Linked DNA regions of Callithrix jacchus: region 1 is linked to region 2. The links are chromatin contacts, called in public Hi-C maps. All regions are on one chromosome and are shown on one strand. Each heading gives the region's core, a stretch centred on a gene start, on an enhancer-like site or on the middle of the called end of the contact. The rest is flanking DNA. Distances are from core to core; before and after follow the strand shown.

Region 1 (3,871 bases), core at 129-2,628, 100 kb after region 2:
TGTTAGAATTTAATAACACTTTTATTTTCATTGTATTTATTTTAATGGTTACTTTCTATTTATAGTAATGTGATGCTGGCCTTCCATTTATGGTAGCAATTTAACAGATCTTTTTAAAAACAAGCTCACTTAAGTAAATCCAAAAATGACAAAATAAGAGTTGATTTAGAGACGGCTATTCAGCAGATGTCCTTAGCTGGTGCACAGATAGGGCCGGGTTCTCCACGGAGGCTGGAGAGAGGGGGAGGTCCAGGAAACTGACTTGGAGCCGGAGTTACAGACCCAGCTGGTTGTCTGAGTGGTGCAGAGGATCTGCCCGCTCTTCCCCTACGCTCTGCCCATTACTGCCAAACCCCAGACCCTTAGAGGCTCTATCCCTTCCTCTGTCTGTCTCTGGTCTCCACTTCCCAAGCTCCAGCACCCTCACTGGGTTTCCCATTTTTCTTCTTTAAAGGTATGTGGGGCTGGTGTCCAAGGAGGCCGACACAGGGCCTCTCCCGGCAGCCTCCCCAAGTGCAGGGCCTGTGTGGTTCTCAGTGAGAGGGGTCAACCTCCACCCTCCATTCTGTTTTGGCAGCTGAAGGGTGAACACAGAGGCCTTCCTCTGGTCCTCCTCTTACAGAAACACCACCATTAGAGATTTCCTCCCCATGGGTCCCTTTAAAACCATGGATCCAGGACTTTTTCTTCCAGCAACCTGACTACTCTGAGTCCTGGAGAGTCCGTGAAGTTCTTGAAAGGACCAGACATCCCTAAAGTCCTTACAGGGATGTATCCGTTTCCTGGAATGTGGGCAAGGAAAGGCAGCCACTTCTGCTTCTCAAAACTCTGGCTGGTGGCTGGGTGAAGTGGCTACACCTATCATCCCAGCACTCTGGGAGGCTGAGGTGGGAGGATCACTTGAGGCCAGGAGTTGGAGACCAGCCTGGGGAACATGGTAAGACCCCAGCTCTACAAAAACACAAACATAAAAACAACAGAAAACATTAGCCAGGCATGATAGTGCATGCCTGCGGTCCCAGCTACTTGGGAGGCTGAGGTGGGAGGATTGGATTGCTTGAGCCCAGGAGGTGGAGGCTATCAGGGAGCTGTGCTTTCCCCCCTATACTCCAGCCTGGGCAACGGAGTGAGGCCTTGTCTAAAAAACAAAACAAAAACAAAAAGACACCCCAAAATCTGCCCTGTGGTCTCACCACCACCATTTATATACAAGACAGGAGCAGGGTCAACTCCTTCCTATCAGTCACTCCTTAGTGAGAATCAGTTGGCCAAGGGCCTCGTGCAGAGCTGGAGTGTGCTTGAATTCTAGGGCCCCTGGGGACGGGGTGTGGAAGCTTCAGTCTAGGACTCAAAACAGAGTTGCCAAGGGAAGAGGAGTGGGCAGCCGGAGCCCCGGTCGTCAAGGCAGTCACCGAGCACTTTCACCTGGGCTGTCGCCTGGGATCTGCTGGATTGTCCGTTTTGTCTGGGGCAGGCCGGGTAGCTGTTTTAACGGAAGCTCAGAGGTTCTAAGTCTCAGTGAAGTCAGGTCAGGGTCTGGGAGGGGGTGCAGCTGTGGCAGCAGTACAAAGAAAAGATAAGCTCCCCAGCCCACCAAGAACTTCAGCTGTGAGGTTGGAGACACAGATCTGGCCCCTAGCAATCAAGTCACTTGCATCTGACCTGCGTTCAGGCCCCTCTCTTATCTGCAAGTCAAAGGACGGTGAGTTCCCCAGGCTTTCCACAGGTACTCCGGGGGCAACGTGAAGCCCAGGAACGAGGTCCAGCCCGAGGATCCCACCTCAAGCCCAGCGGTCGGGCCCCGGGGGCAGCTGAAAGTTCCCCTGGAATAAACACCCCGGGTCCACCGTGCCCCTCCCCACTCCCGCGACGATCTTCCGAATTCAGACGCAGCGAGGGCGGGCGAGCAGAGCGGGAGGTGGTCGGGGGCGGAGGAAGGGGAGATGGGCAGAGGGCGGGCCCAGGGACCCCCAGACAGGGCGTGGACGCGGAGGCCGAGGCCGGCGGGAGGCGAGGGGCAGCCCGCGCAGGAGACTCGCGTCTCTGCGGCGGCGGCGGCGGGAGCGGGGAGGGGCGGAGGTTTGGGGAGGGGGAGGGAACGCGGGGGAGGGGAGGGACGGACGGCGGCGGAGGTGGGGCCGGCGGGCTGGCGGGCGTGCAGCTGCCGCCGGCGTCGCGGGGCTCCAGGCTGCGGGGCGGACGCAGCGCTGAGCGATCCACCGCGGAGCGGAGCGAGGCTGCCTGAGCCCCGGCGCCTGCCCCGGCCCCGGCCCCGAGCCCCGAGCGAAAGCTGCTGCCTCGCGCCTGCGGTCCCCGGACGCACCGCCACCTCTGGGAAGGCACCCGGCGCCGGGCAAGTTGCGAGCGCGCCCCTCCGCGGAGGAAAGTTTCCCCCCGGCCGCCGGCGGGAGTTGGTGCGGGGTCCGGCCGCCGCCGTTGGAAGGTAGGGGGCTCCGCACCTCTGCGCCTTCCCCACGCTGCCGCCGCGCCCCTGGGGATCTGGGGAGCCCCCGCGCTCCGGCTCGGGGGTGCTGCTGGACGCGGCGGGCGAGTGGGGTGGAGCGGGGGTCCCAGGACGGTCTCGGGAAGCCCAGCAGCCAAGTTCCACTCAAACTAGCACGCGGGGGCTGGAGGGGCCGGGGACGGGCTCGCCCGGTGCCGGCCCCGGGTCCGCCGAGGGCCGGGGCTGCGCCCAGGACAGGTGCAGAGCCGGTGGGCGCCCCACGCTCCTGGCGGGGGAGTAGGGGCTTCTGGAGAACGGCGCGGGGTGGCAGGTGTGGCTGCGAGGTTCGGGGTTTCGGCCAGGATTGCGCCCGGAAAGGGGCTGCGCGCCATGCCACCCGGTAGCAGGGCAGGGAGGGACCAGGGACCCGGAGCGGCGATCCGGGCCGGGAGGGCTGCGGGGACGGGCAGTGGCAAAGAGGGCGGGCCGCCTTTGGTGTCCCTGGCTGAGGGGCGGGGCGGTGGCGCCACGCGTTCCTCCAGGACGCCCCTTATTCCTTAGGCGTGTGCGGTTTGGGCAAGCGGAGATTCCGTGGGGTGCGGGGTGGATGGGAGGCTCGGGCACGTCCGGATTTAGAGGGGCAGTGGGAGCCGGTTGGGAGGGTGCTCGGCCCGGGTGGGATCGCGCCGGCTCCGGGTCCTGCTGGAACGAGGCGAGTGGGCTCCCGCCAGGGGGCGCCCTGCCCCGGCCCTCGCCCGCAGGAAGCGCGTCCTGGCTCCTGTGAGGAAACTGCGCCGACCTCCAGGACGCGGGGGCCCGCCCGGGGAGCCCGCCCTGCACTGGCCAGACGGGGGAGCAGGACCGAGGGTGAGGCGAAGGGTTCCCAGTTACACCTGCGCCGTGGGCTGGAAAGGCTGGGAGTCGGGATGTGAGTTTTCTTGGGGAGGCTGGCAGGGCAAGTGGATGAGTAAGACATTTGCCCCCCGGAAAAGACGTAAGAAACTGCAGCTGCGGATCGGTGCGGAGAGAGTGAGTTGGGGAATTAACTTTTTGAAGTTTCTTGGAGTTGCAGAAACCGAAACCCCAAAATGCTTGCACCCTTTTTGCAAAAGTTGCACCTTTGTTCCTTGGATCTGGCCTAATCCCTGTCTGGTAAAGGCAGGATGGGAGTCTTGGGGTATCCTCTCTCTGTGCCCAAGTAAACTGGGAGGCACAGGGTGGGAGGTGGGGGATGGGGCCTTAAAAACTTTAGCAGTCAAGGCAGAAGTGTTCAATTTCTCGGCAGTCAACGAGCCCTGGGCCCCCACCCTCACCCCCTGGGTCTGGGTCTCTAGGCCACATTCTTGTCATTTGACAGTTATGGTGGAAATCTGCCCCAGGTCCCAGTTGTCTGGTCTCAGGGTCTCTGTATGTTGAGTCTCTGTGTCT
Region 2 (3,709 bases), core at 467-2,966:
TGGCCTCCTGGGAATCACCCAGTTTTAGCTCCCCACTTACCTCCAGCCTGTGAGGTTTTGGGAGGGAGGGAGCATAGACCCATGTCTAATACCAGAAATGGTCCCTGTAGCCAGCCATTTGTCCCAAGCTCATCTGGGGCTTCCATGCCTTCCAGCTGCCCTCCCTGGGCCCTCTGTGGGCTTCTGACTCTCCTGCTAAAAGCCCTGCCAGGCCCAGAGGACTGGCACATGGTGCCCATGTGCAGGAGGATACAAGGGTGCTCCTTGCCAGTGCCCACCCACAGCTCTCTGGGGCAGGCAGGAAGCATGTCTCTGGCAGAGGGCTGCTCTCTGGGCTCCCATAGGAGGTTAGAGACAGTGCCTAGGATGTGTCCAGGAAGCTGGACTTTGGGGGGCACTGACTGGCATGGCCATTGACCAATGAGAATGGAAGTCAGGCCCGAGCTGGACTAGGATCCTTATGTATGGAATGGTGGGAGGTACAAGGGCTCTGAGAGGTTGGGCTGGGGGGGATTTTCAACTGGCGTAGAAATATTTCACCATTTTATTAATAACTAGCATGGCTGGCTGGGTGAGTACTGAATGGCAGCCTGGTATATGTGCACATACATACAGGCACTCTCTCTCACATGCACACACTTGAGGCCCTGAAGCCCCCTGAATGCTCAGTCCATTCCCAGCTGGGAGGAACCCCAGCTCTTCTTCCCTGAGACTAAGCTTGCAGGTAGCCCGTGGTGAACAGGGAAAGCCAAGTGTCTTCCTGCCTGGCCTTCCCAGGCCGACACTGCAGAGCCCCTCTGCCACTGACCACTGTCCTGTCTCCCAGCAGAGCTGCCTCCAGCCTCTGCCCCAAGGTCTTCCAGTTGAGCAAGTCCCCCAGGCCAAGAGCAGCAGGGTGTAGGGGCACACTGGTGACACTGGAGGACCAGCCATCAGGCATCTCCTGGGCCAGCACTCCCATCACCTCCCCTCGCCTGCAGAGGGACAGAAACTCAAGTTACCGTGCTGCCTCAGGCCCAAGGTCTGGCTGTTCTTTGGGGTCTTTAGAGGCTGTAGGCTAAGGTTCGTTCATTCATTCATTCATTCATTCATTCATTCATTCATCCCAAGAATACTTAATGGGCACAGACTATTTGTGAAGCACAGTTGTAGAATCTTAGAAACAGCAGTGAATAAACACAAACCCCCTGCCCACATGGCACCTGCATTCTGATGAGTGTAGGGATGCTCGCACACAACTGATGCACCAGGACACGTGTGCGCACATACAGCACACACATGCACACCAGCACACCCTCCCACATGTACAGAGGTACATGCCAGAACATGCTGCCAACTGCTGACAGCACAATCTAAGCCGCGTGTTGCTGTGGGATCCCTGGGGCCCATCCAAGGCCCTATCCTGTGGAAGGAAGTAAAATGAACAGTGCGTGGAACAAACAGGAAAGTAGGGGGAAGGACTCATCGCTCAGCCCTGTCCCCTCTAGCCACAGTGCAGGAATCAGCCATTGCCCCAGCAATCCCCTTCCCAACTGAAATCAAATAGAATCAGAGCAGCTGCTTGCTGGAGGTTACAGGCTGCATGAGTTCACCTCTCTTAGTCTTATCTGGAAAATGGGTGCTCTCATTCCTCACTCCCAGTGCAGTTGTGGGAGCCAAATGCGGTCACGTACACAGTGAGCTCATTCCCCAAGCAGCCCATTCCAGGACTGGCCCCAGCTTCAAGTGGGATTTTCTGTCCACTGGGGATACCTTCCCTGAGCAGGAATGAGGCCTATGGGAGGACTTTGGACCTTGGTGCCTCTGATTGGCCCAAGGGACTGGGGCTGGGGCAGGTAAGAGCCTGTGCTCAGCCTCTTGCCTAGTGGGAAGGTGAGCGAGTAGGAGGGCCATTAGGGGACATTTGAGCTGTGAGCTCCAGGCCCCCAGCTGCCCCTCTGACATCATTTCCCCAGCACCTGCCTTCTGAGCCAGGGGAATGTCAGGTCCAGAGCCAAGCCCCTCTTTCCCAGTGACCTCAGATGCCTCAAGCGGTAGCCCCTGGGACAGGAGTGGGCTTCCTGCAGGATGCTGGGGGCAGAGGGGCGGCGGGCAGGAACAGCTGGGAGTGCAGAAGGACTGTGCGGAGGTGAGGAGTGGAGCGAGAGAGCTGGAGAGTCCCCAGCAGCCTCTTGGGCCACCGTGTGGGTGGGAGGGGATGCTGGTGGCAGCTGAAGGAGTGGAGGGCTCCATCTGCCCTTGCATCACACACCAGGGTGAGCCCGGCTTGGGGCTTCCAGGGTGACAGGGACCCTGTGATCCCAGCAGCCAGTCCTCTTGGTCCTGGTTCATAGAGGACTCAGGTGCTTGGGGTGGTGTCTGAATTCTTCCCAACGGGAAGCTGTTGAGGAACTCATTTGGTGGGTAGGTAGGGGTCTGGTAAAAATGGAAGGAGAGAGGCCTGTATTAATCCATTTTCATGCTGCTGATAAAGACATACCCAAAACTGAGCAGTTTACAAAGGAAAGAGGTTTAAGGGACTCACAGTCCCACGTGGCTGGGGAGGCCTCACAATCATGGAGAAAGGTGAAAGGCATGCCTCACATGGTGGCAGACAAGAGAAGAATGAGAGCCAAGCGAAAGCGGTTTCCCCTCATAAAACTATCAGATCTCCTGAGACGTATTCACTACCACGAGAACGGCATGGGAGAAACTGCCCCTCGATTCACTTACCTCCCACTGGGTCCCTCCCACAACACATGGGAATTACGAGAGTACAATTCAAGATGAGATTTGGGTGGGGACACAGAGCCAAACTATGTCAAGGCCCTTCCCCAGAGGGGCAGGCTCTAAACCCAAGGGAGCCCACAGAGGGGAGGAACAGACAGTGGGATTGAGAAGGATGCTGTGAGCAGGACCCCAGATAGGGGAGCTGGGAAGACGAACAGGGCTGATCCTTTGGGGTAAGGTGGGGCTCACAGCAGGCAAAGAGGCAGCTGGGCAGCAAGAGGAGAGTGCAGGCAGCCACCACCGAGGGCTGCGTCGTGGGCCCCAGCAGCCGCGGCACCCTGTCTGCTTCCCAATGATCATCACCCTGACACTCCAACAGTGTAGACACACTTGCTCCCCCCCAACCCCTTTACAGTGTGGAAACCAAAACTTGAAAACACTGAGCTATTTGCAATAGCCCTGATCTACTACACAATCCGGGAGTCATTCATGTCAGGTTCACAAATCCACCTTCAGGTCTAGAGCCAGTTACTGGAGAAACTGGGATTGGCCCCTGGGAACTGTGACTCTGTCCCTTCCAGCAGTTCTCAAGGCCATTGGGAATGAAGACCCCTGGTTCATAAAAAGAAGAGAGGGGTGGGCCTTTTCTAAGTAGGTGCAAGTTCTGTTAAACCCAACTTTTCCTCCATCAATCTATGCAATGAGGATTTATCGGGCACCCACTCTATGCCAGGCATTGTGGAAGAAATCAAGGCCCACCAAGATAATTGTGGAGGAGGCACAGGGGGGAAAAAAAAGCGCCCCGTGTCAGGGACAGAGAGGGAGCAAATGTGATCAAGGCGCTGTCTCTACTTGCCAGGAAGTGCACAGGGTAAGACAAGCCAGTCCCCAAACTGGCTGTTGCCTGTTGATGTCCTGGGCACTGTGGAGGCTGCCCCTCCACCAGGACATGGGGGAATGAATCCAGTCCCATCGGCTGCCTGGCCCAGAGTTTAAGAGG

What was found. A called contact is a pair of places that touch in the nucleus more often than the background predicts.
Region 1: a contact with region 2 is called in a Hi-C map of induced pluripotent stem cells, with 3 times the contacts expected there. The contact joins the promoter of TSPAN18 here to the enhancer-like site in region 2. A contact is called at or near these places in 3 of 3 Hi-C or Micro-C datasets (induced pluripotent stem cells and skeletal muscle).

The regions. Positions count from the first base shown.
Region 1 is chr10:109,754,818-109,758,688 of calJac240_pri, forward strand. TSPAN18 (tetraspanin 18) reads left to right here and starts at 1,379. Exons shown (of 10, transcript XM_035262412.3): 1 at 1,379-1,702. All of the region lies in intron 2 of LOC144578001 (a long non-coding RNA gene), which reads right to left.
Region 2 is chr10:109,653,020-109,656,728 of calJac240_pri, forward strand. No RefSeq gene overlaps it. Among named protein-coding and RNA genes, the nearest start is that of CD82, 58 kb to the left of the region's middle. Within about 2 kb of position 1,717, at least 2 of the 16 cell types and tissues checked have an H3K27ac peak or open chromatin away from gene starts, as enhancers often do.